Linked DNA regions of Macaca mulatta: region 2 is linked to region 1. The links are chromatin contacts, called in public Hi-C maps. All regions are on one chromosome and are shown on one strand. The core of a region is the stretch at or near the end of the contact, and the rest is flanking DNA. Distances in the headings are between cores, read along the strand shown. Region 1 holds the start of COQ2 (coenzyme Q2, polyprenyltransferase). Region 2 holds the start of LIN54 (lin-54 DREAM MuvB core complex component).

Region 1 (3,778 bases), core at 922-3,421:
ACATCTATTAATGAATTTTCATGACCTCACAAAGTCCACATTATCATTAATAGTATCTTCATTTTACAGATGATAAATGGATGCCCAGAGAGGTGAAGTAATTTAACCAAGGTCCCTAGATAAGCAGGGTGGAGGTTCACATCCAAGAGGTCTGGCGCCAGAGTTTTGTTCATAACCCCTTTGTTGCCTCCTGTTACACGGTGGAAGGTCCAGCCACTAAGATAGAAGCCAGAGGTTTAACTGGGGAAATGGGAATAATGGCAGATGTTCATCTATAAGCCTACACTGCCACTCCATGCCACAGACTCCAAGAACAGAATTATAGTCAGGCTTCAGATTGGAACTGGGCTTGGAAATGTATGCCTCTCAACATGAATCTCCCCAAAATGCATGGGGGTCATACACAGCCTCCCAATGATGTCAGGGCTGTCCCTATCATTCAATGGGCTTTTATGTTTTAATAGCTGACTGTTATAACTTAGTGCTCTAATCCCAAATAGGTCGTGCATAAATCTAGAATACCAAAAGCAAGGCCTAATTTGGGTCTTGTATGGGCAAAAGTGGAGTGAATGTACCTAGGCCTTTGAATACATCCCCATACACTGCAATGGCAAATGTCATCATCTAGATTGGCTGGAGTTCATCCTCCACTTCTCCCTCCACGTTATCCAGCTTCTTCAGACCCGTTCTTGTCTAGTCTCGTTTCCCATTTTCCACACCCACTTGGTGTTCCAGGTCAGGCTTATAATCGTAGTGTTCTAACACCCCATCCTTGGTGCTTTGCAAAAATACTTCTCGCACTAAGATCTCTTCTCTCCTTTGCAAAATCAACTTGTCCCTTGGAGTATAATTTCTTCTTGAAACTTTCCAGCAAGGGACCCACAGCAATTTCTCTTTTTCCCTGTAGCACTTGCTATCTGTACCACTCATATTTGATCCATATTTTCCTAGCTCACCAAATAGTCTTTTTCAACTAGACCAGAGTTCCTTGAAAGCAAGGAGTTTCCATAGCTCTTTCTATCTCTATGGCCGGACAATGTAGTAGGAACTTATTAATTCACTTAACACTACTTGAGTAGCCAATCAACCAATAAGAGCATAAGGTTAGTGGTGCTATTAAGAAAAATTGTGGATAAAGCGATAGAAAGTGAGGTTGGTAGGTGTTAATTAAAATAAGAAAGTCAGGGAAATCTTCCTGTCGGGGGCGATTGTGAGCTGACAGGCAGTCCGTAAGCGCTGTCTCTGCTGCGTTCAAATGAATTAAATCTTTGCCTTATGGGTGACACAGGCAAAAGAGCTCCGACTCAGTATCAAAACACAGAGTTCTTCTAGTCTGGCTCTGACGAGGAGCCTTAGTTTCCTCAGCGTCTTAACTGTCTTAATTATTGTCTTTGTGGGCCTTACAAGATTGCGGGGAGGATCAAACATTCTAATAAATAAATGAGGGCCACGAGAACGGAACCTTCCGCTTGAGTCACCATTTAAACAAGTATTTGTGGAAAGAGAATTATCTTGCCCCGCTTCAGGTGCTCAGGATGCAGACAGACGTGAAACTGTCGAGTCCTTTAGGAGACTGTCCAGACTGCGTGTCCCGAAGCGACTCGCCCCTGGGCGCACGGCAGTCGGCAGCCAAGCCCAAGCTTTCATGCTCTCATTTCCATCACTTCCGGGCCGGCCGCCGCGGACAGCTCCGCGGAGCGGAGTCGGAGGCTGCTACTTGCAAATTCCCGGGCTGCCCGCCCGCCCGCACTCACCAATGGGTTTGTCCAACCGCATGAGGCGCAAGTACGGCTGCAGGGGGCGGGGCGCGGAGTTCACCACCGCCGCAGCGGACAGGCTGAGCTGGCGCCCGCGCGGCCCGGGACAGGCGGAGGGCTGCAAGTCACCACCGTGGGGCGCGCCGGTCGCACGCGCCAGGGTGAAGGAGCGGCCCCGCCAGCCCGGCAGCGACGCCAGTGCCACAGACCACAGGCCCCGCGCGAACCCCGCGGCTCGCGAGCCCAGCATGGCGCTGGGGAGGCCGGGAGAGCTCGGATTGACGTCATTCCCCAGCGGGCATGCGCAGTGGCATCCGCAGGATGCAATCCAAGTCTGCCAGGCTGGGCGGCGGCGTGGACAGAAGCTTTCCTCATCCTTACTTGAGAAAAAGGGGTCATCGTGGTCGCTTACTGTAAAGGAGGAATACTTAATGTAAAAGGAATTCCTGTTGGCAAAAGGCAAAAAAATTACGACAAATGTAGTTGTAATTTTTTACAACTCGATCTCGATTGACTTTGTGATTCTGTTATCGGGCAACACTAAAACAGGGGTCTCTGAGGAAACAAACAAAAAATAGAATCGGGCAACACCTTATTCCATAAAATAGAATAAGTGTTCCAAAGAGTCGAGCGGAGGAAGTTGGCTTTATAGACAGAAAAAGGGCTGAAGAAAGCAGAAGCGAAGAACAAAAAGCGTATTGGTCACTTCAAATTACTTTCACTGCGAGGAGGGGACAGGGAAACAACAGTAGAGAAGTAACTGATTGGTTAACATCAGGTTACTCCAGGTTAAGGACTAAAACAGGAAACTTAATTGTCATGACGATTGCATTTTGAAACGGCCTGGTTGGAAAATTGGCTGTTGTCTCTCTTTCCTGACTTCTCAGAATGTCAGATACAACTTAGTTTTAGTTTGGTGACTTGGAACTTTAGCATGGGTGACTCTTGATTCTTAGTCTGATCTGTTGAGACCTAGTGCAGGAACTTAGTTCAAAACAATGGCCCCCTATAATTTAACACTATTATTAGCTTTCTCCATAAAATGAAAAGGATAGTGTTTATACATATGAAACAGTTGTACCAGGAAAAAAAAAAAAGCTTTGAAAAACGTACTGAATCCAAAAGAATTTGCATACACGTTTAGCCATTTTAAAACAAAAAGGGCACCAAGTGGCCACATACAAGACTGTTAATTAAAACCGCATTCAGGATTAAGGGATGCTCATTACACAAGTGAAAATTTTAAATTTGACAGCCCTTCAAAGGAGTTCGTGTAATCAGCAGACAACCAGCGTGTGTGACGCTAAGAACCTGGAGCTGAAAAGTCATCACTCTTTTTTTTTGAGACAGAGTCTTGCTCTGTCATCCAGGCTGGAGACCAGTGGAGGGATCATGGCTCACTGCAGCCTCCACCTCTTGGGCTTAATCAATCCTCCCATCTCAGCATTCTAAATAGTTGGAAACTACAGACACGAGCTACCATGGCTGGCTAATTTTTTAATTTTTCGTAGAGAGGAGGTCTCACTGTGTTGCCCAGGCTGGTCTGGAACACCTGGGCTAAAGCGATCCTCCTGCCTCAGATGATCAGCAATCTTTCATAAGCAACTCTGTATACCGCTGTGTGCCAGGCACTTTACATGTATCATCTCATTTAACCTCTCACTGAGTAACCCTAGGCAAGTCACTCGTCTGGATTTTAATGTTCCAGGAAGTTGACTTAGTCTTTAGGCTCCTTTCCATAAAACCTGTACAATGATTCTGTGACTTCTTGCACATCTTAAATACAGCAAGTTGGATGCCTGGCCACTTTAGTGTAATGAGGCAGGGGGTACCTAGCCTTTCTCCTGCCTGCAAAGAATAAAGGCCAACAGGAAATTGAGTAACACTCCTAGTTGTTTAGATGGGAGACGATTTAGATCTGACTCAAACCTGAAAAGGGTGTAATATTAGTCATGTATTGCATCCGTGACTATCCAATTTAGGTCCAAACTCTTTGTTTAAAGAAATATATTAAGAATTTC
Region 2 (3,778 bases), core at 453-2,952, 300 kb before region 1:
CCACCTGCGGAACTACTTTGACAGGATGAGCTATTTCCATATGCATGTTCGACCTTTGACACCTTTGTCAATTACAGGCAGCACTCCTCATGCAGGTGAGCTGGTCAAAACACTTCATTTTAAAAAATAAAGTTCTGAGCTGTCTTCCTCTCCAACTTAATTTTATCTGGTCATTTCTGTCCATGAACACTGTGACTTCCAATCTGTCATCGGTTTAAGACGTCAAAGCGCAACTAGATTTAAAATGTATTGAACTAATTGTAGAAACATTCATGAATGATCAATTTCTAAAATATTGAAAATATAACTCTAAGCTAAAAGTATTTGCCAAATGTTTTTAGGATCTAAGTCATCAAATTAAAAAAAAAAAAACCATCTGCTGCTGATATATTTGTTCAATACAGTGAAAATAAACAGCTTGCTTCAGAACAAGACCCTAGAGTTACCTACTAGGTAAGTGAGAGTTAACAGCTCCTGTCATCAGTCAGTTGAATAAGTAACCAAAAGAGAACAGAGATAATTCTTAATCATTTAAAAAATAACAAAACATAAGCTGCAAGGCTTCTTCTGAGACCAACACTTAAAAAAAAAAAAAAAAAGGAAACTGGCTGCCTTTGTCAATTTCAAAAAGAGTTAACCAACCAAAAACTTAATTCTTTATCATTCAACTACAATATAAGCTCTGGGCAAACTGAATTTCAAGGCTGCGAACAGGGCCACTCTACTGTCTAAGTTAGTGTAAGAAGATTAAGGTTGAAGTTGAAAAAGTCATTTCATTTCCCTACCTTGTTTCAATGGCAACTCCATATAAAAGTCGGTAGATTCAGCCTTCAACAAGGGCTGTCTACCACCCACCCCAATTGCTGTTTTTATATGCAGACTGCCAGATGCTGAGAGTGTAAAGTGTTATCAGTTACTTCATCTTTAAACTTCATTTCCCTACTGACGGCCCCGTCCATCCGCACTCTGCTTGGTTGTTTACCGTTGCTGTCCAAGCTAAGTCCCGGCCCGCTCCCTTCCCCCGTGCACCTCGGGAACATTATGACATTTGGCTGGTGGGCTTCGCGAGGAAAACGGACACGCACGAACAAGAGCCTATACAAAGGGGCATAGGAAGAACGCGGCGGCGGGCAGTAGGGAGAGGAGGGACTGGCACAAAATGACACAGCAGCAAAACCGGTTCCCAGAAACCCGGGGCAGCCACGGCCGGCTTGTTGGGTCGCGCAGTGTGCGTGTCAACAGCCGCGGGAGCCCTTCCTCCAGACCGCCAGGCAGGCGGCTGGCCGAGCGCTGGCCCTGCCGGGTGACAGCCACCCTCCCGGGAGCCGGCGGGAAGAGACGGAGCCCCGAGGATCCTCCGCCCCCCGCAGCCCAGGGAAGGGGCGCGGCTGACCCCGCTGGCGGGTTCCCGCTCCCCGCCAAGGCCCACCGGCCCGGGCTCCCGGAGGGAGCGGTCCAGCGCTCTCCGCCCGCGCAGCCACTCGCAGCGGGGGCCGGTTCCCCCTTCCCGCCCGCCCGCCCAGTAGCCCCCATCCCGGCGGCTGACACTCACCAAAGCCGGCGGCGCCGCCGCCTCCTAGTCGCGCGGCGCTCCCTGGGCTCCCAGCAGCAGCGGCGGCGGCGGCGCCTCCGAGACACAGACCAGGGTTTGTTCAAAATCACGCGCCCAGCGCCATTCCACCGCCGCATCCCATAATACGCCGGGCCCTCCCCGCCCGCGCGCCCCTCTCTGCCCGCCCCTGCGCTCAGCACCCCGCCCCACGGCCGGCTTCCTTCGCTCCGCCTCTTCCGCGGTGCCTCGCCCCTCCTCTTGGCAACCCGAGCCCGCGTTATTCCGCCCGGCTCCGCCGGGGCGCTACAGCTCCACGTGACTCCGAGTGGCGCCCGGTCAAAGTGATCGCACGGAATGTTCCATCCCACTGAAGCTGGTGGGGGGAGGACCCGCATCGCGCTGCTGTTGGGAAAGACCGTCCCTTCGTCTAGCTTTCCTTGTTAGGAAGTGTGAGCTGTAGGTGCGACTTCCAGGATATCCCGCTGTTTGATGTGCTTGAGTGAGGAGGTGATCAGTAGTCACAAATGCCAAGTCACTGTGTTTTTAGGCACTAATTTTGCAGGGGTCGCTAAAAAGCCCCAGGGAGATCATTGAGAGTTAAACTTATTTTGAAAGAGACCTTTTGTTTTTTTCTTGCAACACACAGCTAAGACTAACACAGTCAAAATTATTTGTATTTAATCACCTTTTATTTTTTCCCGCGATTTATATGATATCCAAATACGGAGTCGGATGACCAGACGCTGAGAGATCATTCTGAGGGGAAAAAGAAAAAATATTCTGAGAGATTATTAACTGCTGTGTGTGAGACAAGCACTACAGATATGAAAAAATAGAAAATACAAGAGTGTAAATGTAAGATGGTGCGGTACAGTGTATAATTTGCTAATGGAGCACGGAGGACATACAGGTCAGCATCAGAGACTACCTAGGGAACACAATGGAGGAGGTGAAACTAGTGGAGGCAGCAATCACTTTGGAATCAAGCGGTACTGGTATTTAGTGGCACCTCCGTTTATTAGTGTATAACGTTTATTTTCCTATCCAGCAAATAAAAATAACAAAACTTCCCAGAATTCTGATGATTAAATAAAATGAAGGGTGCTAAGCAGGTACACTGTCTCTGCCTAAAATGTTAGTTCCCTTGTGCCATAATCAACACCCAGTACCAGCCCAAACACTAATAGTCAGGATTTAACAAGGCAGATGTCATGAAATTAGCAAAGCCTTGAAAATGGTAAGGTCTGTGACATGTGCAAGGAATGTGATAAAGTTGAAAGACACAAAGGCTTTGTTGGAGATCAGCATTGTGAGCCCACTTTATGAGGAACCTTGAGAGCTAGTGTGAGAAATCCTCATGGTAAAATGATTGATGGTACTGTTGGCGCACCACTGGAAGGAAGAAGAGAGTGCGATGGGGTACCCAAAACTGGCTAGATTTTAGAGAGACCAAACAAATCTCAAAAAAGGGAGACCCTTTCCCAGTTTATTCCACAAGGCAGCATAACTCTCATACTAAAACCCAAGACAAACAGTGCCCAAAAAAGAGAAGGGAAACTTCCTTTCTCACTATGATTTTGTTATGAAGGGAAAATTGATTATTTAGATGTTATTGATCTGGTGCTGTGGCTCACACCTGTAATCGCAGGACTCTGGGAGACCGAAGCAGGAGGATGGGTTGAGGCCAGGAGTTTGAGACCAGCCTGGGCAACGTAGTGAGATTCCATCTCTACAAAATAATTTTTTTTTAAATAAAAAGAATTAAGATATTATCAGACCAGGCGCAGTGGCTCACACCTGTAATCCCAGCGCTTTGGGAGGCTGAGGCAGGTGGATCACCTGAGGTCAGGAGTTTGAGACCAGCCTGGCCAACATGGGGAAACCCTGCCTCTACTAAAAATACAAAAATTAGCCGGGCATGGTGGAATGCGCCTGTAGTACCAGCTACTCAGGAGGCTGAGGCAGGAGAATCACTTGAACCCGAGAAGCAGAGTTTGCAGTGAGCCGAGGTCATACCAGTGCACTCCAGCCTGGGTAACAGAGTGAGACTCTCAAAAAAAAAAAAAAGTTATCAAATTCCAGCAATGTGGTAGTAAAAAGAATTTACAAGCCGGGCGCGGTGGCTCATGCCTGTAATCCGGGCACTTTGGGAGTCTGAGGCAGGTGGATCACGAGGTCAGGAGATTGAGACCATCCTGGCTAACACGATGAAACCCCGTCTCTACT

Evidence for each region. A called contact is a pair of places that touch in the nucleus more often than the background predicts.
Region 2: a Hi-C map of CD4 T cells shows a contact between it and region 1, with 7 times the contacts expected there. The contact joins the promoter of LIN54 here to the promoter of COQ2 in region 1. A contact is called at or near these places in 2 of 14 Hi-C or Micro-C datasets (CD4 T cells and fetal cortex germinal zone).

What each region holds. Positions count from the first base shown.
Region 1 is chr5:50,457,759-50,461,536 of T2T-MMU8v2.0, reverse strand. COQ2 (coenzyme Q2, polyprenyltransferase) reads right to left here and starts at 2,171. Exons shown (of 8, transcript XM_002808408.4): 1 at 2,030-2,171; 2 at 1,755-2,027. The coding sequence starts at 2,156.
Region 2 is chr5:50,759,171-50,762,948 of T2T-MMU8v2.0, reverse strand. It overlaps LIN54 (lin-54 DREAM MuvB core complex component), which reads right to left and starts at 1,702. Exons shown (of 11, transcript XM_028848456.2): 1 at 1,553-1,702.